3 separate regions of the Sus scrofa genome follow, and all the other regions are linked to region 1. A link is a contact called in public Hi-C and promoter capture Hi-C data. All regions are on one chromosome and are shown on one strand. Each heading gives the region's core, a stretch centred on a gene start, on an enhancer-like site or on the middle of the called end of the contact. The rest is flanking DNA. Distances are from core to core; before and after follow the strand shown.

What was found. Promoter capture Hi-C pulls out the DNA fragments that hold promoters and counts their contacts. A called contact is a pair of places that touch in the nucleus more often than the background predicts.
Region 2: a promoter capture Hi-C map of liver shows a contact between it and region 1, with 5 times the contacts expected there. The contact joins the promoter of TMEM126A here to the promoter of EED in region 1. A contact is called at or near these places in 1 of 5 promoter capture datasets (liver) and 1 of 2 datasets of contacts at active chromatin or transcription factors (alveolar macrophages).
Region 3: a Hi-C map of liver shows a contact between it and region 1, with 3 times the contacts expected there. The contact joins the promoter of CREBZF here to the promoter of EED in region 1. A contact is called at or near these places in 2 of 5 promoter capture datasets (fetal liver and liver), 4 of 47 Hi-C or Micro-C datasets (heart right ventricle, liver and skeletal muscle) and 2 of 2 datasets of contacts at active chromatin or transcription factors (alveolar macrophages and skeletal muscle).

What each region holds. Positions count from the first base shown.
Region 1 is chr9:20,121,298-20,124,565 of Sscrofa11.1, forward strand. It overlaps EED (polycomb protein EED), which reads left to right and starts at 1,780. Exons shown (of 12, transcript XM_013979229.2): 1 at 1,780-3,155. The coding sequence starts at 3,042.
Region 2 is chr9:19,574,662-19,577,929 of Sscrofa11.1, forward strand. TMEM126A (transmembrane protein 126A) reads left to right here and starts at 1,638. Exons shown (of 5, transcript NM_001243592.1): 1 at 1,638-1,728.
Region 3 is chr9:19,593,470-19,596,737 of Sscrofa11.1, forward strand. It overlaps CREBZF (CREB/ATF bZIP transcription factor), which reads right to left and starts at 1,645. Exons shown (of 5, transcript XM_013979210.2): 1 at 272-1,645; 2 at 1-54. The coding sequence starts at 1,332. The coding sequence ends at 39.

The DNA.
Region 1 (3,268 bases), core at 530-3,029:
ATGTCTTCCTCTACCCTCCCAGAATTGACAGCAGGGCCTATAGAATAAACTGAAAACAGCCAAATTAACAGGAAAAAGGTATACAAATTGACTCATTTTTAGTATTATATGCACAGGGCCATTGAGGGGGAAAAAATGAATATCCCCCAAAAGCAATAATCTTTGATAGCTGATACCATCTCAACAGGAGAAGGGGTAAGGGGACATATGCTGCTTAGGGGAGAGTAAGTCATTTTTTGGAAAGATGAATGAGCCCTTCGAATAGATGGGAGATGATGGCAGTTCATGACAAAGTTTGTCTGAGGGTGGTGTCAACTTCTGACTTGTAACTTCCTCTTCTGTGATAAGAGCCAACCTTTCCCTGGCTGACCCAACCCCTGGGGAAGGGATTCGTGACAGTTCAGTTCCTTTTGGAGGATCTGTCTTTAGGGAGATGAGTGGGACTCAAAGAAATCTGTTTTTCAAGTACCTTCAGCTCAAAATAATATACCAAAGCAGCATATTGCATGTGGCATGTCCTGCACTCCGTCCCCACCCCTACCCACCACTCCGCTCCATGATTATAAATCTCCACCTAATCCTGCTGTATTCAGAGTTGAGCCCAATTTCTTTCTCCTCCTGTGACGGTCTTGACACTTATTACAACAGTCCTAAATGAAGTTCTTTTCTGTTCTCACAAGTGTCAGAATAATTTTTGTCTTTTTAGGGTCGCACCCGTGGCATATGGAGGTTCCCAGGCTAGGGGTCAAATCAGAGCTGCAGCCGCTGGCCTACACCACAGCCACAACAACACCACATCTGAGCCTCACCTGTGACCTATACCACAGCTCATGGCAACACCGGATCTTTAACCCACTGAGTGAGGCCAGGTATCACACCTGCATCCTCATGGATACTAGTCAGATTCATTTCCTACTGAGCCACAAGGGGAACTCCAGAATAATTTTTAACATTAGCAATAATGAATAAAACCAATTTCCATATATTATCCCTGACTCATCAGACACATTTAAAAGATATCTCTCCAAGTTTTAATAAAACTCTTTAAAAATATTTTCGCGTTTTGGGTAACATGAAGGCCGAAAGGCATTTTCCTTCCATATGTGTCCTTTACCCAAATGTTCAGCAATTTTCTAATTTTATGACTATAAGTGATTTCCACTTTCCAGCTCCCATTGATTCCCAAATACACAGAGTAATTTGGATTAGAAATGCCTTAGCTCATTATCCTTTTTTTTTTTTGGTAGAGCTATATTTCATAAACATCCTTCTCAAGAGACAAGCGGGGTATGTTTGTTTCTGCGCATGAAAATGTCATGCCAAACCACATCTTAGTTTCTCAGTGGTTGACTCTATACCAGTTTCATCTCTCTCTCTCTCACCAACTGAGTGCTTAGTAGTGCCTGGAATGTTAGGATTTCAACAAATAAATGCAATTACTATTATTAAGATATGGACTTTAATTTTTCAGCCTCATTTTTGTCTTCATTGCAAAAAAAAAAACTTATTCTGCCTTGCTTTTTGCTTTACCTTTTCTCATTCTCAACAGAATCCTCTCCCTATCTCCAAAAGAAAGAGTGATTTGCAATCCGCAGTTAATGAAACAGATAATATTCTCTATGTTAAAGCATCATGCAAAAGTAGTTCAAGTACACTAGAATTTAATAGATGGGGCACTCTCAACTGTTTATCCAACAGGCTATGTAATGAGGTTTAAAAGAGGAAAAAACATATAATATCACGCACCTTTCTTTTTTTTTTTTCTTTGTTGTTCAGTTATGTGGCTTAATGACCCATCTAACAAATTCACCAGGATCACCAATTTATTTAGCATCTGTCAAGCGCCCAGATTTTGATGAAATCTAACAGTTTTGTGGCCTGCACCTAAAATTTTATTGTATCGGATTTGCCGTCACTTAAGTCTCACAGTTTCAAACAAAGTTGGAGATGACCATTGATTTTTGGGCCTTGGCATTGTCCAGGGCCTTGATAACCCTTTAACAGTTAAAGGAGTACTTTGAGCTGTAACTCACTGGAGTCTAGGATATTATAGTTTTAGGATATTCTTACTTAAACTCTTCTCAATAGTAGCACCAATTGGACGAGGATAATCATTCATCGTAATAAATATTCACCAGAATAAATATTCATCAAAAAAAATTATGACGCATTCAGGGACTACGATTTGGTACCGCTTTGAAATCCATCTTAGGCTACGGAAACCCGGTGGAAGACTACCTGGTTCAGCAAAGACTTCGAAGAGGCGGGGCTTGGAGGAGGCGGGTCCGGACAACCAAGCGCGAGAATACGCCCCAGCGCATGCGCACCTATGAGCGGGTAACTTCCATTTGTTAGGCAGGGGAGGCAAGTGAGAAACAGTCTACAGTTTTAAATTTCTATTCTCACCCGAAAATGAGATTGTGAACAGGTCCATGAACAATTTGAGAGCGTTAGCCTCTGAGGTTAAGGTTATGGACACTTGCCATATACCCCTAAATCAAGAGGTGACTTCTCATCTCTTCCCCCGTCCCCTAGGATATTGGTGGTCTAGTCCATTCCACAGACTTTCGAGTCCTTGCAGCGGGTCGGGGATCGAAGGATTGGGCCAATTGCGACTGAAACGTCTTTGGAAAGAGGAAGGGGGTGAGGGGGCATCCTTCTGAGTTCCGCCTCTCTTTTTTCGACGCGGTCGTGGGGAAGGGGAACGTACGAAATACTGCCCTTGAAAGCCAACGGATCACACCTCTCCGTGCAAACTGCCGGGAGGGCGGCGGGAAAAGGGCAAGACGGGAGTGGGTAAAGGGAAGGATCCAGGAAGCCGCGCGGGAGGGCGCGCGCGCGCGCGCCCCTTTTTCAGCAGTGTGGCGGGGTCGCACGCACGCCCGCCTCGGCGGCTGGGCGCGGTTTGCGACAGTGGGGGGAGCGGTGGAGGTGGCGGCGGCAGTGGCAACTTTGCGGCAAGCTCCGGCCGGGCTTGCTTGACGGCGGTGTGGCGGAGGCCCCGCCCTAGGCGGCAGGAACCTGGAGGGAGGCGGAGGAATATGTCCGAGAGGGAAGTGTCGACAGCGCCGGCGGGAACAGACATGCCTGCGGCCAAGAAGCAGAAGCTGAGCAGCGACGAGAACAGCAACCCGGACCTCTCTGGAGACGAGAATGTGAGTGCAGTTCTGAGCAGTTCAGATGGGACTCCGGAGTGAAAGTTTTAAATTCTTTTTAAACTGTAGGCGTGGGGGCGGGCTGGTGGCTGTGGGGGGAGGGAGAGGTGTCA
Region 2 (3,268 bases), core at 388-2,887, 550 kb before region 1:
ACTGGGTTGTGATGATGGTTGTACAACTATAAATATAATAAACTGAGTTAAAAAAAGGTATATTATGAACAATTTAAGCCAGTAAATTTGAGAACTTAGATGAAATGAACATTCCATCTCGTCTGGTGAAGAACTGATTTTTTGTAAAATCTCAACGTACTAAATTGCTTTTATTGCTCCAGAATGGCATACTGCAGATACTGTACAGCATGCACATTTATTAACTTCAAAATTAGCTTCAAACCATTAAAAATGAAATTGTGGAGTTCCCGTCGTGGCGCAGTGGTTAACGAATCTGACTAGGAACCATGAGGTTGCGGGTTCGGTCCCTGCCCTTGCTCAGTGGGTTAATGATCCGGCGTTGCCGTGAGCTGTGGTGTAGGTTGCAGATGCGGCTTGGATCCCGCGTTGCTGTGGCTCTGGCGTAGGCCGGTGGCTACAGCTCCGATTCGACCCCCTAGCCTGGGAACTTCCATATGCCGCGGAAGCGGCCCAAGAAATAGCAACAACAACAACAACAACAAAAGACAAAAAGACAAAAAAAAAAAAAAAAAGAAAGAAATTGTAATAAGAGTATAAAATGGAGTGTTGGGGAAAAAACTATTCATGCACACTGAGTTAACATCTAAAAACCTGGTTTTCCCCAACTGTTTGTTTATCTTAGAAACTTTTAATTGGGATGTACGCTGATCTTCTGCCGCGGAAAAGCACTTGTTTTCATTTTCTGGATCATCAACAAGCGAAGGATTGACATCTGATAAATCCCTCAGGGAAGGAGTTGGGGGCGGGGGGATTCTCCTCCTGCTCACTTCATCTATCAAGTTTTCCCTCTTCACCTTAACTATTGCTTTCTTCTTAGATAAAGCTCAATGATCTTCCAGGTAACCTTGGTAACGCTTTTATAGGATCCTCACACCTTTACAAAATAATCAATGATTGCGTTTCCTCTCCTGCTTTATAGATGAGGAAAGAGCCTGAGAGGATGAGGCTTGAGGCAGGGGTCTCCAGAAATTTGGTTCAAGACTTTGGTTCTTAATTGTCCTCAGGGAGCTACAAGACTCCCTCGCTCTGAAAAGTTTTCTTTCGCCTCATTCACCTACTCCTCCTTTTTATAAACAGTATTCTACTGGGCGGGGGTGGGGGGCGGAGAATGCTCCTGCTGGCACTTAAAGTGTTCGGATTTCGATGGCACAATCAACCAAACCGTAACATGGCACAAGAAGTTCAAGATCTAAGGGAGAACAGACAATCAATGGAGCAAAGAAATCTCAGGTACCTATCTCGTATGCCCAGGGCTATGCAGGTTTTTTTTCACATAGCCAGTGTCAATACATGAGACATAATCTAATGGTTAGGAAGTTTTAAGGAACTTACCAGAGGTAGATTTTCAACGAAAGAGACAACGAAAGGGGAAATCTGGAAATTTCTCAATTTCCGAAAGCTCTGTTCCGAGAGGCGGGAGTAGGTTGTAAGCAGTAAGTTCCCTGCACGGTAGCCAAACTTCATTGCTGGGAGGCACAGCACCTTCCCGACGAGGGAAGGTCCTGGGTGCAACCTCCCTCCTGGTAGCCCAATCACCAGCCGCGCGGCCCCCCAGTGCCCGCCCCGGACCGCGTCACGTGTCAGAAAGATGGCTGCGCCCGGGCGCGTTGCGCAAAGATTGGAGTGAACCTTCGCGTGGCTGAGGAAGACCAGAAGAGGCCCCGACTGCTGGAAGGAGAAAGTAAGGTACTGGTTCCGGGAAAAGGGGTGCAGTAAACCGCGCAATATCAAGAGAAGCTCGGCGTGGTGACGTGCTGTTCACCTGTAGCGCGGGAATGAGATCCCAGGACTTGAGTCGGAAGGGGAGAAGTCGGTTCTAGGGCACCGACACAGTCCCTTCACTTTCCACCCGAAAAGAAAAGGCCTTATCTTTAAATTAAGCCTAGGAGGAGGGGGAGAAAGACTGCTTGAATTTAATTCCAGGTTTACTGCCGATTTAGAGAGTCACCTTGACCTAATTTAATTTTGTCTATTTTAGGAGCTATCCTGAGCCATGAAAGGTAGCTAGTGCAAAAACCTTTTGAAATGTTTGTAATATTTAAACGTGGCATTGTCTTTGATAGGGACTTATTAATAACCGGGGTAATAACCGTGGCCTGCTCCTGGCTGCTTCATCAGAACTTTTACAAAAATAAGGGTGACTTTTAATATCTACGCCTTAGAAATGGCTAGTTCACAGAACCAGGAACCTCAACAATATGCAGAGCATGGAACAGAAAACTTTCTAGTGATAGCACTAAGCTGGACTTTCAAACATTTCAGACATATATACTGTACACTTTATATATACTAAATTTGATTTTTATATCTCACTCCAGCACCGCCCCTTACCCCCATCCCCAGAACACAAAATTATTCCTAATAATTAAACTAATATTAACTAATATTGCTGTAGGGCAAAGAGCCTATCATGTAACCAAGGCCCTCAAGAAATTTGCATCCAAGAAACACAGAGGTAAATTTCTAAGCCTACATTGTAGTACTTACGTTAATAAGTGCAGGGATATGAAATTTCAGTGCACTGAACATTTTCCTGGTCTCTCATATATCTACTGGCTACCCAGTAAATATCTGTTGGTGTGTAAATTAATCTCACAGAAAATGAATGATGAACCAAGAAAATTTAATTTCATAAAACCACGTCCTGGAGTTCCCGTGGTAGTTCAGCAGAAAAGAACCTGACTAGCATCCATAAGGACACAGGACGCAGGTTCGATCCCTGGCCTTGCTCAGTGGGTAAGGTTCTGGCGTTGCTGTGAGCTGTGGTGTAGGTCACAGACACAGCTCAAATCTGGCGTTGCTGTGGCTGTGGTGTAGGCCAGCAGCTACAGCTTCAATTCGACCCCTAGCCTGGGAACCTTCATATGCCACAGGTGCAGCCCTAAAAAAAAAAAAAGAAAAAAAAAAAGTCCTTTATTTCTGAACTTTCGCTTTTCTTAGCTCTGCTACCATGAAATCTTATTTAGTACTCTAAATCTTCAGGCTAAAATTCTTCATTCACCCATCCCCTTACTTCTTTATTCACCTCAACTAGTGCAGAGATAAACCACCCTCCAGTGGTCCAGAAGAAAGCCTATAGCTTATTTCCTCTGTACAGCCAGCCAGAATACCTTTTTTCTTTTTTTTGCTTTTCAGGGCCCCACTTATGGCGTATGGAAGTTCCCAGGCTAGGAGTTAAATTGGAGCTACAGCTGCCAGCCTATACGCCACAACCACAGCAACTCAG
Region 3 (3,268 bases), core at 395-2,894, 530 kb before region 1:
TTCTGTAACCCCTACAACGGAGCCTGGCAGGAAGGAAATCACCTAAAAAAGAAACTGTCAGAGAGATTTAATAGTCACATGTTATCATTAGGAGTTGGTTACAGTGTCACATTCATGCTTTTAGCTAAACACTTAAAGATTCAATATTACTTTTTTTTTTTTTTCCTCCTCTGAAATGTGTCCAGTGAAGATGTCCCACTAAGGTGTTTTACATGGTGTAAGGGAGTTGAAAGGGGTAAACGCGGATAAAGAGCAGATTACTTGACCCTACATTTTAAGAGAAGACGACGCCTTCCGGGCGCACGCTGAGCAGAACTCCACCGACACCTTATCCTTGTCCACATGAAGACACACTCCTCCGGCTGAGTCGTCCTCTTCCAGCAGGTCCTGCTGCTGCTTTCCCACCGGCAGCGCGTAGTCATGGTCCCCGGCGGGCGAGTCTCTGAAGAGCGAGGTGGTCAGCCGCAGTCCCACGCCGCTCAGCCGGCTCAGCAAGCGAGCCAGTCCGGTCTCGTTGGCTAAGACGGCCCGTAGGTAGCGACTCTCCTCCTGCAGTGCTTGGACGCGCTTGCCCAGCTCCCGATTCTCGGCCCGCAGCTCCTGGTTCTCGGCTGCCAGACCCCGGACTCGGCTCTCCAGCCCCATCACGTACTCCTTCTTCTTCAGCCGATTCAGACGAGCGGCCGCCGCCGCCGCCTTCCGGGGACTCTTTGTCGCCGCCTGGTTGTTGTCGTTGCCGCCGCTGCTGCCGCCGCCGCCTCCGGGGGACTTTCTCCGCCTCTTTTCGCCGCCGCCAGTGTCACTGCCGCTGCTGCAGCCGCCGATGCCGTTTAGCAGCCTCTGCAGCAGGTCAGAAAAGCGCTGCATCTCAGCGGCCGCGGCCTCGTCGTCGTCGTCCCCTCGCCACAGGCCACCGCTCTCCGAGCCTCCGCCGGACGAGGAGAGAGGCCCGGGCGAGCTGAGCCCGGGCTCCAGGTGCCAGTCTGGCTGCCGGGGGTCCAGCAGATCCGCCAGTTCCAGCCCGGACAGAAAGTCCATGTCCTCCGTTTCGTCCCCGGGGACGCTGGCGACCGCCTCCTCCTCCATCTCCTCGGGCGAGGGCGCGCGCACGGCCACGCCGCCGCGGCCCCCCCTCCCGGCCTCCGACTCGCCCTCGTTTCCGCGAGGCTGTTTGCGGCCAGGAGATCCGGCCGCCGCCGTCCCCTCGTCCTCCGCCGCCGCCCGGCTCAGGTCCGGGGGCAGCGAGAAGGTCGCGGCCGGCGCCGGGCTCTCGCTGCGGGTTGGGGAGTCGCTGCCCGAGGCCGCCAGCAGTTTGGTCAGGCTATGCCTCATGGGGCCCGGCAGCGGGCCCACGTAGGCCCCGGCCCCTCAGACCGGGCCTCGCGGGTCCCAAGGACCCAGAGCAGGTTGCCGGGGTGCAGGCCAGAACGAAGTGAAGGGGAAGGTCGGAGTCACCTCCCGCCCCCACTTGGCTGGTCGACCCCCCGCGCTGCGGCGGGGGGGGAGGGACGGGAGATCGGAGCGGCGAGGCCCAACGATGACTCGACCGCGCCACCCAGACAACGGCCTGGCCGGAAGTCGGTCGATCTCGGCCCGGCCCCTCCCACCACATTTCCCGCTCCACCAGGGCCTGGTATCGCGAGAGTTCTGTGAGGTCGAGAGTAGGAGTAACTCCAGATTTCCAGTGATGTCATAGTAACAGAGGCAAAAATAACAACAAACCTAGGATTTATCTAAGGAGTGGCCACTCCTCTGGGCCCTCAAGTCTCAGTCCCTGTATTCTAGCTTCCATCTGCAGTAAAACCACTGTCATTCGAAATGATCTTTTAGATACACCAAATTTATGAATTTAAAATTATCCTGATGATCAGATTCTTCTTGAAAATTATTCTTTTCTCCTTTCGTTATAACATGTGATTTTTTTCAAACACAGAATACTGGAAGAAAAGAGAGGTAAATAAGTCTTTCATATATAATTTAATTTTTCCAAGTTTTTATTTTAAAAATTTCCAAATATACAATATGTGAATATGTATGTAAAAGAATATTGCAGTATATACTCTAATTGAACACTACTACCCAATACTCAGACTTAACAGTTCAACAATTGTCCTTTTGTCAAATGTGCTTTATCTGTATGTAAAGGTTGGTAAAAACAATTTTTCTTTTTTGCAGAATCATCCCAAAGTTGCAGATAAGACATACTCCCAGAATTTCATACTTTCTCAGAATTTTTCATCTATATTTGAACATTAATTCTTCCAGATAACTTTATAACATTTTCCAAGTTCAAAAATAAGCTGGAATTTTCGTGGAAGTTGCATTAAATTTATTAATTTATTTTTCCCAGTTACTTTATGCATTTTTTGCTACTAGACTAGATTATTTCTTCTTTTATATTTTCTAAATGGTTATCATTGCTACATAGGAAAGCTGTTGATTTTTTTTGTTAAATTCTTAACTGATTCACCCACTGAACTTCCTTGATAGTTTTTATTTTTAGCTTATTCATTCAAATTTCCCTGGTAGACAATCATATCACCTTATTGTACATAATGACAATTTTGCCATCTTCTTTGCAATACTCACTTCATTGTACTGACTAATAATGAAATAGCACTTCCAAATTGATGTTAAATAATGCTTTTAATAACTAACTTCTGTGTCTTATTCCTAACTTGAACAGGAACACCTGTAGTGTCTAGCTGTTGATTTGAGATGGATGTTCTTACCAGGTTATACTCAGTTGTAGGAAATAGAAACCAATTCAAGTATTTTAAGCAGAAAAAGATGTAATGGAGAGAAGGTGCTTACAAAGTAACTGGAAGAACTAGAGGAGGGGCATTAGGCTGGGTGATCAAGAATGCCTCTCAGTATAGGGTGGCCAAACAGGCCTGACAGGGAGCAGCTATTTCTGCCCCAGTTGGGAACGTTGTCAATAGAAAGCTGGAATGTTGGCCTCAAGAATGCTGCTGCTGCCAGTACTATTGACCCCATGTATTAATTATCTATTTCTGCCTGACGAGCTACTCAAGACCTTGAAACAACAATAAATATTTGCTTACCTAGTTAGGGCTTAAAATAACAATAAACATTATCTCTCACAGTTTCTGTTGGTCAGAAATTTGTATGTACCTTGACTATGCAGTCTAGCTCTGGAATTCTCATGGTCTTCAGGAAGAATTTGGCTGGAACTGGTGTCATCTGAAGGCTTAGCTGGGACTAGAGGATCCACTTCCAAGGTGGCTGACAAGTTGGTCCTGGGGGA